3 separate regions of the Oryctolagus cuniculus genome follow, and regions 2 and 3 are each linked to region 1. The links are chromatin contacts, called in public Micro-C maps. All regions are on one chromosome and are shown on one strand. Each heading gives the region's core, a stretch centred on a gene start, on an enhancer-like site or on the middle of the called end of the contact. The rest is flanking DNA. Distances are from core to core; before and after follow the strand shown. Region 1 holds the start of ARL6IP6 (ARF like GTPase 6 interacting protein 6). Region 2 holds the start of STAM2 (signal transducing adaptor molecule 2). Region 3 holds the start of ARL5A (ARF like GTPase 5A).

What was found. A called contact is a pair of places that touch in the nucleus more often than the background predicts.
Region 2: a Micro-C map of ear pinna shows a contact between it and region 1, with 15 times the contacts expected there. The contact joins the promoter of STAM2 here to the promoter of ARL6IP6 in region 1. A contact is called at or near these places in 3 of 6 Hi-C or Micro-C datasets (ear pinna, psoas muscle and an unstated tissue).
Region 3: a contact with region 1 is called in a Micro-C map of ear pinna, with 13 times the contacts expected there. The contact joins the promoter of ARL5A here to the promoter of ARL6IP6 in region 1. A contact is called at or near these places in 2 of 6 Hi-C or Micro-C datasets (ear pinna and an unstated tissue).

Annotation. Positions count from the first base shown.
Region 1 is chr3:89,170,331-89,173,883 of mOryCun1.1, reverse strand. ARL6IP6 (ARF like GTPase 6 interacting protein 6) reads left to right here and starts at 1,442. Exons shown (of 5, transcript XR_001793578.3): 1 at 1,442-2,421. PRPF40A (pre-mRNA processing factor 40 homolog A) reads right to left here and starts at 1,090. Exons shown (of 26, transcript XM_051849562.2): 1 at 673-1,090. The coding sequence starts at 882.
Region 2 is chr3:89,704,651-89,707,915 of mOryCun1.1, reverse strand. STAM2 (signal transducing adaptor molecule 2) reads right to left here and starts at 1,737. Exons shown (of 14, transcript XM_051848619.2): 1 at 1,212-1,737. The coding sequence starts at 1,467.
Region 3 is chr3:90,080,899-90,084,085 of mOryCun1.1, reverse strand. It overlaps ARL5A (ARF like GTPase 5A), which reads right to left and starts at 1,428. Exons shown (of 5, transcript XR_011387294.1): 1 at 808-1,428.

The DNA of each region.
Region 1 (3,553 bases), core at 193-2,692:
TAATTTGACACTTCAAAGACTTTGAATTTGTCAAATTCACTTCGAGGCAAACCTGTCTTAACAGAATGCACAGGATGGGTTGTCAGAGCCACTTCATGCCTAACATACTATTTCCTAACCTAAGCTTCAGCACAGGTAAAAGTTCCTCTCCCGAAAACACATCTCCGAAAACTTAAGTTTCTGTCACTCACAGACACTAAATGCAAACAACCAAGTCAACTATTTCACTGCGCATTTAACGCACTACTTTCTTCCTATGTGTCCATTGTTCCTGGCTTTTAAACCAGGGAATTCTCCCCAGCCAATTATCCCAGAGACCCCCTCCTCCCGCCGCAGACCACCACCACTACGCGTGCAAACAAATCAGCTTCTTGCAGTCTTAGCGACATCAAGCCTCTGCTAAACCAGGCCTTCGGCTCCGAGACGCTCGCCCCGCCCAAGGCCTGCCAGCACCTTCACCGCGCATCTGTCTAGGCCAAGCCCACTGGGAACTTCAAAGGTCCCACATACTTCTCTTTGTGCAGCCCTGCCCTGCGTCTCTCTCCCTCGGGACATAGCCCACCATCTGGAGTTCTTCCTTCGTCCACTCCACTCTTCTCCTTTCGGAGTACGCTTCCTGTCTGCCTCCGTTTTTCATTGTGCCGCTTTCCCCCTACACCACCGATCCCTTACCGAGGGCCGTCTCCTCAGGAAGCCGTCAGCGGAAACCCAAGAGCTGGAGCAGAGGTTGGAGCCGGACAATCTCGGCTCCCCGTCCCCAGGACCCCGCGAGGGAGGTTGGTTCTCCATTTCACTCACCATGAGGCCTCCACGCTCGGCTCCCGTCCCCGGCCTCATCGTCGGGCTCAGACTGCTCGGCCGGCGGCCACTGCCGCTACACATACCAACAAGAAGCGATCTGAGTGGCTGGCGCCCGCTGGGGCCAAAGGTTAAAGGATGCCCTGAGCTATGGGGCGGGCTCAGCGGGGCCAATAAAATGACAGGCTTCTCCGCTGTCCAATCGCAGTGCGCCGCCGACTCGCACTTCTGCGGCGATTGGCTCTGAGCCTCAGCCTCACTCGGCGTCCCGTGCACGGGAAGGGGGGGAAGAGGAGGGACAAGAGGAAGTTTCCGCGTCGAGTCCTTTGACTGGAAAACTCTACCAACTTCCTTTCGGCGGAGGAAGACTACCGTGCCCTATCTTCCCTGAGCTCCAAAAGCCTCACTGCGTAGGGGTGGGGTATTGGGGCCCGCCGCCTTCACCATCTCCCCCGCCCGAGTTACGTACGCGCCACAAACCTGCGGCCGCCCCCAAGAGGGTAGGGTGGGGTGGGGTGGAGTGGGGTGGGGGCGGGGTAAGCAGCTTCCAGCGTTAGCGGTAGCTGGGGCAGGATGCGCGCCAGTGCGCGCGCTGTGTGGGAGGCGAAGGGGCGGGGAGGGACGGGCTAGCGAAGAGGCGTCCAGAGCAAGGGAGCTCTGCCTGCAGCGGCGCAGAGCGCGCCGAGTCGCTGGGAGGGAAGTTGTGGGTGGGGAGAAACACGCCGAGAGCGGGATGGACTCCCGAGGCAAAGCGACGGGTTAGGAGGAGCAGACTGGGGAGCAGTGTGAGCGTAGAGGGGGAAAAGCACGCAGGCTCTTGAATGTGTATCGGAAGGGCCTGGGCGAGCTTTAGGACCCGGTGTTGACTGTGGGGCTGCTGGGGCACGCGCTTGCCTGGGTGGCGACGCGCCGGTGGCCGGGACTAAGCACGCTGGGGAGAGGCAACTCGGCTATTTGGGGCCTCGGCTTGCCTGTCCCTGCACGCTTCCCTGCGCCCGCTCTCGCCTGCTGTCCCGGAATCGGCCCGCGGCCGCGAGGCGCCCAGCCTCTCCGGCGAGCCCTCTGCTCCCTCTCGGCGCCGCCGCCCACCCTCTCGCACCCCTGCGCGCCTGGCCGGGTGGTGGAGGCCGCAGCGGGGCCCTGCCGCTGATTGGCTGTTGCGGTCGCGGGGCGGGGCCAGTGAGAGACGTTGGACCTCGGCGGTTCTCGCCGTCTTTCCCGCCATGTCTTTTGTGGAGAGCGGGAGGCGTTCTGCGCCGCGCCGCCGCCGCCTCGGCACGCCGGTGCCCTTCGCGGCGCCGCAGTACTCCGCCTTCTCTCAGGGGGACAGCTGGGGTGTGGGCGAAGTCGACGACGAGGAGGGATGCACCCAAGTGGCCCGCGACTTGCGGGCAGAGTTCTCGGCTGGGCCGTCGTCGGAGTCCAGGAGAGGTTCTCTGTTCCCGCCAGATGGAGATGGGTCGCCGGTGCTGCCGGAGAAGCGCAACGGCATCTTCCCGGCTGCTGCGGGAAGCCGAACCTCGGCTCGGCAGTGGCCGGTTCAGGTCCTTTCTATTCTGTGTGCGCTGCTGTTCGCCATCCTCCTCGCCTTTCTGCTCGCCATCGTCTACCTGGTCGTAAAAGGTATCGCAGCCCGGGCCGAAGAGTCTGCCCAGAGTTCAGATGGGCCCGGGTGTGGCTCTCGCTTCCGTCCAGCCCTCAGCCCCCGCCGTCCCCAGAGCAGGCAGGCAGGCAGGCAGGCAGCCGCGTTCCCCCAGAGCCCTGTCTGTACCTTTCTGTACCCGTTCCTCTTTGTCCTCGCTGCCTGGGCGGAGGTCCCTGGTCTGCGATCGGGGGACCCATTTTAAGAAGAGGTCTCTCAATTAAATGACTTGGAAAGAAGTATCCAGGTCGTTGAACAAGTGAGGCAAAACACTGGCACAGTTATGTAAGCGAACTGCACAACACCTCCTAGCAGACAGCAGGAAGTGCGTGTAATTAAATAGGCTATGAGTATGGAAGGGCGTTGATCCACAAATGCCTGAAGATATGTTGTCCACCAGCCCTTCGCATTACTCAATTTCTGAAGGGCAAGGATTTCCATCCCACAGCCCAAAGGTCGACTTTTGGAGGTGAAATAGTCTCAGCTTTTTTCCAAGATCAAGTTTGTAACCAGGTGTAGCATGCAAAGTTCTGCGTGAGGTACAGGCTATTCTTTCTGTAGTTTTATTTTCCCATGTCTGAAGTTGAAATATTGGCCAGATTAGAATAAAAATAAGTGTTTCTTGAAAGTTTTTCCTAAACTGACGGGTGTATTATCCGAGTATGGTTTTCCGAGTATTGTATGTTAAATTGAAGAGTTAAAATCTCAGTGTGTGATCACACTCGGGTGTGATCATGGCTAAATTAATGAAAAAGAAAAACCAAGAAAGTGTTGTATGGAAGCATCCTGTACATTGTCACTCAAGTGTTAGCTTTACTTCACTGAATAAATCTATTTCTTTCCAGTTTTAGTTTTTCTCCATTACCTTCCAGCCCTAGGATGTTGCAGATGGCTCTTCAGTGCTTAAAGTGTTTGATTTTAATACAGAAGGCAGATTGGCAAGTTCATGTGTGAGGTTTACTTCATCAAATGGCATTGGGTGTAAACCCTCACTTTTAAATGTTTGCCAGTGTTTCATTTCTCAGCCACTCCCCTTCTCCCTTTTTGCCACTGGATCCCTGATAGTTTTTGTCCCAAGTGATTGCCTTTGTATCATGAAGTCATAAAATCACA
Region 2 (3,265 bases), core at 488-2,987, 530 kb before region 1:
GTGCTTACACAAACTAAGACAACAACGACATCACTAGGACACACAACCTTGTAAGAGCCCCTCATCATGTACGTGGTCCCTCATTGAACAAAACATCTTATGTGTCACATGACTGTAGGTAAAAAAGATAACACTCTGTAAAGAAACATTTCAGGAGACATCTCAAGTCAACTAATGAGTTGCTTTGTTATTAACTATTTCACATTAAAAAGTGTTAAGACATGAAAATGCAACATGTCAAATTTTTCTTGCCTGATACAGGTTTAAGGCCAATGTAAGCTCGTTAGCCTTTCATTCCACTTTCTCTAATTCCATCCACTTGTAGAATTAGCTTTTTATCCTTAAGTTGCCTTTGGATACTGAATCCAGTCACACATGAGCTGACAAGCAAGCGCCTGAAGCTTTGGATGACGGCACTGTCCACGAGATCATCTATGAACAACAGTACTTTTCATCTCAACAGTGGTAACTCTCTTACCGAAGTGATGCTAAAGTGTGACCCACTAAATCCTGCAGGGGCTCAGGAGCCACTAAGGGGAAGCTCTGGAACAGTGCAGGGGGCAGAACAACGCAGTCTACTTTTACCAGACAAGTTTTCAAGCAGAAAATGCGAGATGTTCTAGCCTTTTCTGAGATGCCAGAGTTTTCCTTTTCATCTCCCAAGACAGGACGTGTCGCATCTGCGCGATCGAAGGTAAGGGACGGCACCTGTACAACCGTACGTGAATTCTGAATGTAGGACGGCACCTGTACAACCGTCCATGAATTCTGAATGTGTGCCATCAGCGCTTGCACGCGCGTGTACGTGAGCTCTCCCCATTCGACACGGGGCAGCCGACCTCTCCAGCGCCGAGCTGCCCTAGACAGTATGGTATCCACAGCCGCCGCCTCTTCCAAGGCAGGAGGGCTCATCAACAGGCTCCAAGAGGGGCAGAAAGTTCGCGACAACTCCCTAAGTATGCAATCAGTCCAGACTCCAACTCCAGCTCGGCCGTATTCCCGGCGCCCGGCGAGGGGCACCGCCCTTTAGGGATCTCCAACCTACGCAGGCAGGAAGTACTCCCTAGACCCCCTGCGACGCGCCGAGATCGCCCCCAAAACATTCCGTCGCAGAGGCGGCGGCACCGCCCCTTCCCAGTCCGCAGTCAGAGTCGCCGCCGCCCACTTTCCGGCTGCACCTACAGCCGCCCAGGACCCGGCGCAGCACTCACCCACGTCCTGCTCGAAGGGGTTGGCGGTGAACAGTGGCATCTCGCCGGCGTCCGGGTCCGCGTCCCTGCGGTCTGGCTGGGTCTCAGCAGCTCCTCCCCGCCGGCTGACCCGGGACCGCGGCTTCCTAGACGACTCCGCTCCGGACGCCCGCCCCGTTCTTCCGCCCGCGGGCCGGCTTGACGCCTGCCTGCCTGACGGGCTGCCAGCGGGCGCTCCGCCCCCGACTCCGCTTTTGGGACGACGTCCCGCCGGCATCGGGCATCCTCTCAGCGCCCCTGTCGCAGCCGCCCACCTAGAGGAGGCAGCAGTCCTGGTCCCAGGCCTTCGCAGGGCTCAGGCGTTTGGCGCGGCCACCTTTCCGTGGCGAGGACCTCGGCAAGCCACGGAGCCGGGACCTTCGGAAACGGAAGTTGCTGATGAGAAACGCAGGAGGTCCGGAAGCTGCAATGCGACCGGCGGCGCGGCAGGGGGCGCGGCGGGCCCGGGTTTTTCGTGGGGCGGGCGGAGTTGGGGGCGCGGATCGTAACTGCCCGGTTCTTCTTGCTGATGGAGTTCTAGGGCTGCAGGTCTGGTCGCCGGCGGCCGCTGAGCGCCCGTGGCTGCGTTCGCGTCACAGTGCGGTAGCCCTGGAAACGGAGCCGCTGGCGGCGCGGTGGCTTTGCGAGTCTGCCCGAGGCCTGGCTTAGCTCTGCTCGCCCACCTCTAGGGCGCTGCGCCCCAAATCCCCCGAGAACAGCCGCCCATGGGAAGCGGTGGTCGCGGCGCTTAGGGCTCTGCAGGGACTCGTACCTTTCGCCTCCCGCCGCCTCCTCGCCGTAAAAGCAGTGCTCACTCCGGGAATCCGAAGGCGGATGAGGCAAACCCCCTACTCTTCACAGGGGCAGTGCCTATGTACGAGGTCGTAGGCGACCGTGTGGGACTAGTAATTAGCAAACAGATGGCCGTCGCATCCGGCCCGGCACTGGAATGTCAGCACCCCTTGGACTCACACCTTCCCTGCCCCTCGTCGCCCTCCGTCATGGTTTTCCCGAGGACATAATTGCCTCCTAGGTTGTCTGTCTCCCCTCATGAGACAACGAACTTGTGTTTATCTCACAGGTTGGCCTCTTTATCCACTATGCCACAGCCCCAGCCCCTTGACTTCACTTTTGTCCTAATGTTTCCTCTCTCTCACAGTGACTATTAATTGGACTAATAGCTAGCATGTTAGCTATTCAATTAAGGAAAAATTTTATAAGGAAAAAGATTTTATCTTATTTTCACCTGTTCTTTTACTGCTTTTCGTTTTGAAGATGTAGATCCACATTTCGGCCCTATGTCGTGTTCCTTCTCCCTGAGCACTTCTGTTCACATTTATTGTAAGATAATTCCACTGTCGCCAGATTCCTTCGAATTTCGTGTGCCAGAGAAAGCCTGTTTCTTCGTTACTTTTAAAGGTTAATTTCAATAGATAGAGAATTCTAGATTGGTGGTTTTTTTTTTTTCATTGTACACTTTAAATAGTTCACTTTTTCTCTTCGTGCCTCCATGGTTTCTGAACCCACTTGTAGTTCTTATCCTTACTCCCCTGTAGGTAGTAAGGTGTTTTCCCCATCTCGGGCTTCTTTCAGATTTTCTCTTTGCCTTTGATCTTCTGTATATTGATTGGGATGTACTTATGTATAGAGTTTTTTGGAATTCGTACTGTTCGGCGTTGTATCTGTCGTTGGATCTGTAGTATCATTAATTTTGGGAAATTCACAGTCGTTGCTTCAGATATTTCTTTTGTTCTTTTTCTTTTGATATTTCCATTATGCTTTTTGTAATTCTCCCTCGGTTCTTACATACTCCATTATTTTAAATTCTTTTTTCTTTTCTTTGCATTTTAGATTTTCAGATTCAGATTCTTTGGCCCTGTAGTTTCTGCTGAGGAGCCCATTAGGGCATTCTTCATTTCTGCTGCAGTGTTTTGTATTTACAGTATTTTCTTTGGATTCTTTCTTATTTCTATTTCTCTGTTTATATTATTAATTTTTCCATTTTTCCATTTGAGCCCCTAACACATAAATCAACG
Region 3 (3,187 bases), core at 179-2,678, 910 kb before region 1:
TTCACAAACCAGCTGTGTATTTCATGGCAATGTATGCGCTTAGATGAATTCAGGCATCCCCAGATGAGAATAAACTCTATACCCTGTAACTTGCTAGTTACCTGTCCCTAACAAATGTTTCGGACGGCACGGTTTATAAAGCTTTCGGTGAAGTCCTTTACCACCTTTAACCCAGCAGCAGCAACAATAACAAACCCCCTCATTAAATAACCCACACAAGTAGGGAAACATCTGCAGCCTAACCCCGAAGACAGATATCAATAAGGCAAATGCAGAGACCTGTCTCCATGCAGGAGACACCGGAGTCTCCTCCCGCCCCAAAAAGAGCGGTGGGGGTGGAGGGAAGGCTCCTAAGCCTCAAGTGCACTGCACGAGTCCAGAGCGACCACACACGCTCTCCGCATTCTGCAACGCTGGGCCGCTCGCTGGGCGGCCGCGGCCGTAACCCGCAGCACCCTTCAACCCAGAAGACCCCTGCGTTGCTCCGTGGTGTCCAAACCCGACTGCGGGCGCAAGAGCGGGCTGAAAGGCCAGGCCGCGGCCACTCTCCGCGTTGGGCAGGCAACCACCTTTCCCACTCCCAATCGAAATCGGAGTAATGGGTGTACTGCGGAATGGACTTCCTGGGAAGGTCCCTTAAGACAAAAGGCTGCGAATCGGGAACTTGGCCCTAGCTCGCGAGCCGGCCGGCGGTCCCGGGTCAGCACCCGCGCGGCCCGCACTCCGGAAGTATTTGGAGACCCCCACCCTCCCGCCCCAGACTGACTCTCCCCTCCCAGCCGCCCGCCCGCGGCCTGAGCCCCTCACCCTGGTGATTGAACAGTCTCCATATCCTGGTGAAGAGAATTCCCATTCTCGGGCAGCGGACCCCCTCCAGCCGCCCGGCCGCCTGGCCTCCCCGGGCTCAGGCGGAGGGGCAGAGAGACGCGCTGGAGCCTCCGCCTCTGCTTCTGCTGCTCCCGCGCTGGCCGCCGGCCCGCTTCCAGGGAACCGGAGGGAGGCCGAAGCCCAGGCCGTCCTGTAGCGCGCAAGGCCCCGCCGCTGCCGCCGCGGCACTCGCCTGGCTCGCGGACATCGCCGCCGCGTTGTCTGCGACGAGCCTCGCGGGCCACCGTCCTCCCCCAGCTCCTCTCCGGCGGCTGCGGTGGCGGGGACCACGTGGGCGGGGGAGGTGAGGGGGCGGGGCCGGCGAGGCGGGAATGCGCATGCGCGCGGCCGGAAGGGGGTCTGAGGGGGCGGGGTCTGGGGAAGGCAGCTGTCTGGCTCCACCTTATTTACGTAACGAGGCGGCTGTGTGAAGGTGTTGGAGTTGAGACTGTGCCGGTTGCGGTTGGGGTGGGTGACTTTGGTCTGCTTGCTGTTGGATCTCCGCGGCGTCTTTATGTTTTCCCTAAATTTCCTCCCTAGACGCATAATGTAAGTGTGTAATTTATATAATAAATTCCCAGCCCTTCCCACACGCTAGGGCAGAGGTCCCATGTTTTGGCCCTCCACGACATGATGTTCCCCCAAGGGGCTTTGAGGGAATCATAAGCTTGTTCTGTTTCCATCCTCTAGCCCAGCTGAAGTCACCGAGTCGTCTTATGGCCGTCTTTGAGCCTTGGAGTCCTACTCTCTCCAATCTCAGGTCCGTTTGCCCAAAGCGATCATTTTGATGAAGTCACTCTGGTTAAAAACATTGTGTGGGCAGCAAAGCTGAGAAGAGTCTTGCTGCCTTGTAACAGTCGGTCAAGTGCTGGCTCTGCTCTTCTAGTCTGTACTCTGAACAGCTATGTCCTCTGCTGTGCAAGGACTAGGTCCACCCTCCACTGTGGGGTGTTGAAAAGTAAAATGTAAGTGAATCATGAGGTCACTTCCTGTCGGCGTTTTTAATCCCCTGTGTTTTTTCCAGCTGGCCAAGTTACTAAACCCCTCCAGGCCTCAGTGTTCACATAGGGAATAAACAGTGTTGATCTCTGAGGCCTTGCTTTGATTCTAGGTTAGCTGATGACTATGAAAATTAGTCTCAACTAATTTGGAGGCGAGAGGTGGGGAAAAAGCAAAACCAGCAATAACTCCAGCCCGTTGTATTCTCTGTAACTTTGGTAAAACGGAAGAGAAGGAAGAGTAGGAGGGGAGTTGTAAAAGGCGTTTGAACTACATTGTGCCCTTTATTTCCAACAGCTGAATGCAATTAAATACAATCAACTACACCTTTTCACCTCAGTGCTGTTAGCTCTACCTCATCACCTCAATATACAGAAAAGTAATTTATTGGGGCTTATCGTTAAAAGGACAAATTTTACAGGAGACATACACCAAGGAAGGGAAAGGAAATAACTATAATAACCCACTGTAAAGATTATCATGTCTGGATTTACTTAATGAAGTGCTATAGGCTCTTTAGAAATACAATATTGTTTGCATAACCAATTTGTACTCTTTCATAGTTCTGTTCTTGCACAGTGTAGGTCATGTTTTGGCTGGTCTAAGGCATTTTGCAAACTCCCACACATCTCTATAGATTTATTAAATCTATAGACATAGATATGTCAGATCCATCAAGTTGTGAAATTAGGACCTCATATTTTGTAATCTACATTAAGGAGTTTGTCCTCGATTATTTTCTAAGTGTCTCTCAAGAAAAAAAAATCTTCATTTGCCTTTCCAATATTCTTGCCCAACTATACCACCTGTAGGTACAATAAAAATTTGGAACTACTGTAGAATTAATTGGGAATCTTGTTCACTGGTGGGAAGCTATTTGTGAAAACAGATTTCATCTGAGACCTTTTAAAGGGGGATTTATCCATAAGTATCGAGAATGCAAAATGTCATTGCAGAGGCTTCTTCCGGTTTTGAGAGTAGAGTTGACTGGATTTACTGTCCTATCATTAACAAACAGAAAACTGGATATAATATAGGAAAGAACTGCTTTCAGATATTGGAAAACACATAGCACCAAACCGTGATCCCTCACAAAAGGGAGACAAGCGCGCTCATCTTCGCCTGGGCTTTCTGCCTGGAAGCAGTTCCTGGCCGACGACAGAGGCAGCGCAAACCCAAGGAAGAGTCTGCAGTCTCCAAGGGCTGCAGACACAGATCAGTGTTCCTGAGATCAAGGTGGCCAGGAGCTTGTGAAGCAGAGTACCTGAAAGTAGGGAGCTACACAGAGAAAAGGTCTGGAAACCAGCACAGGGGTCTGTTG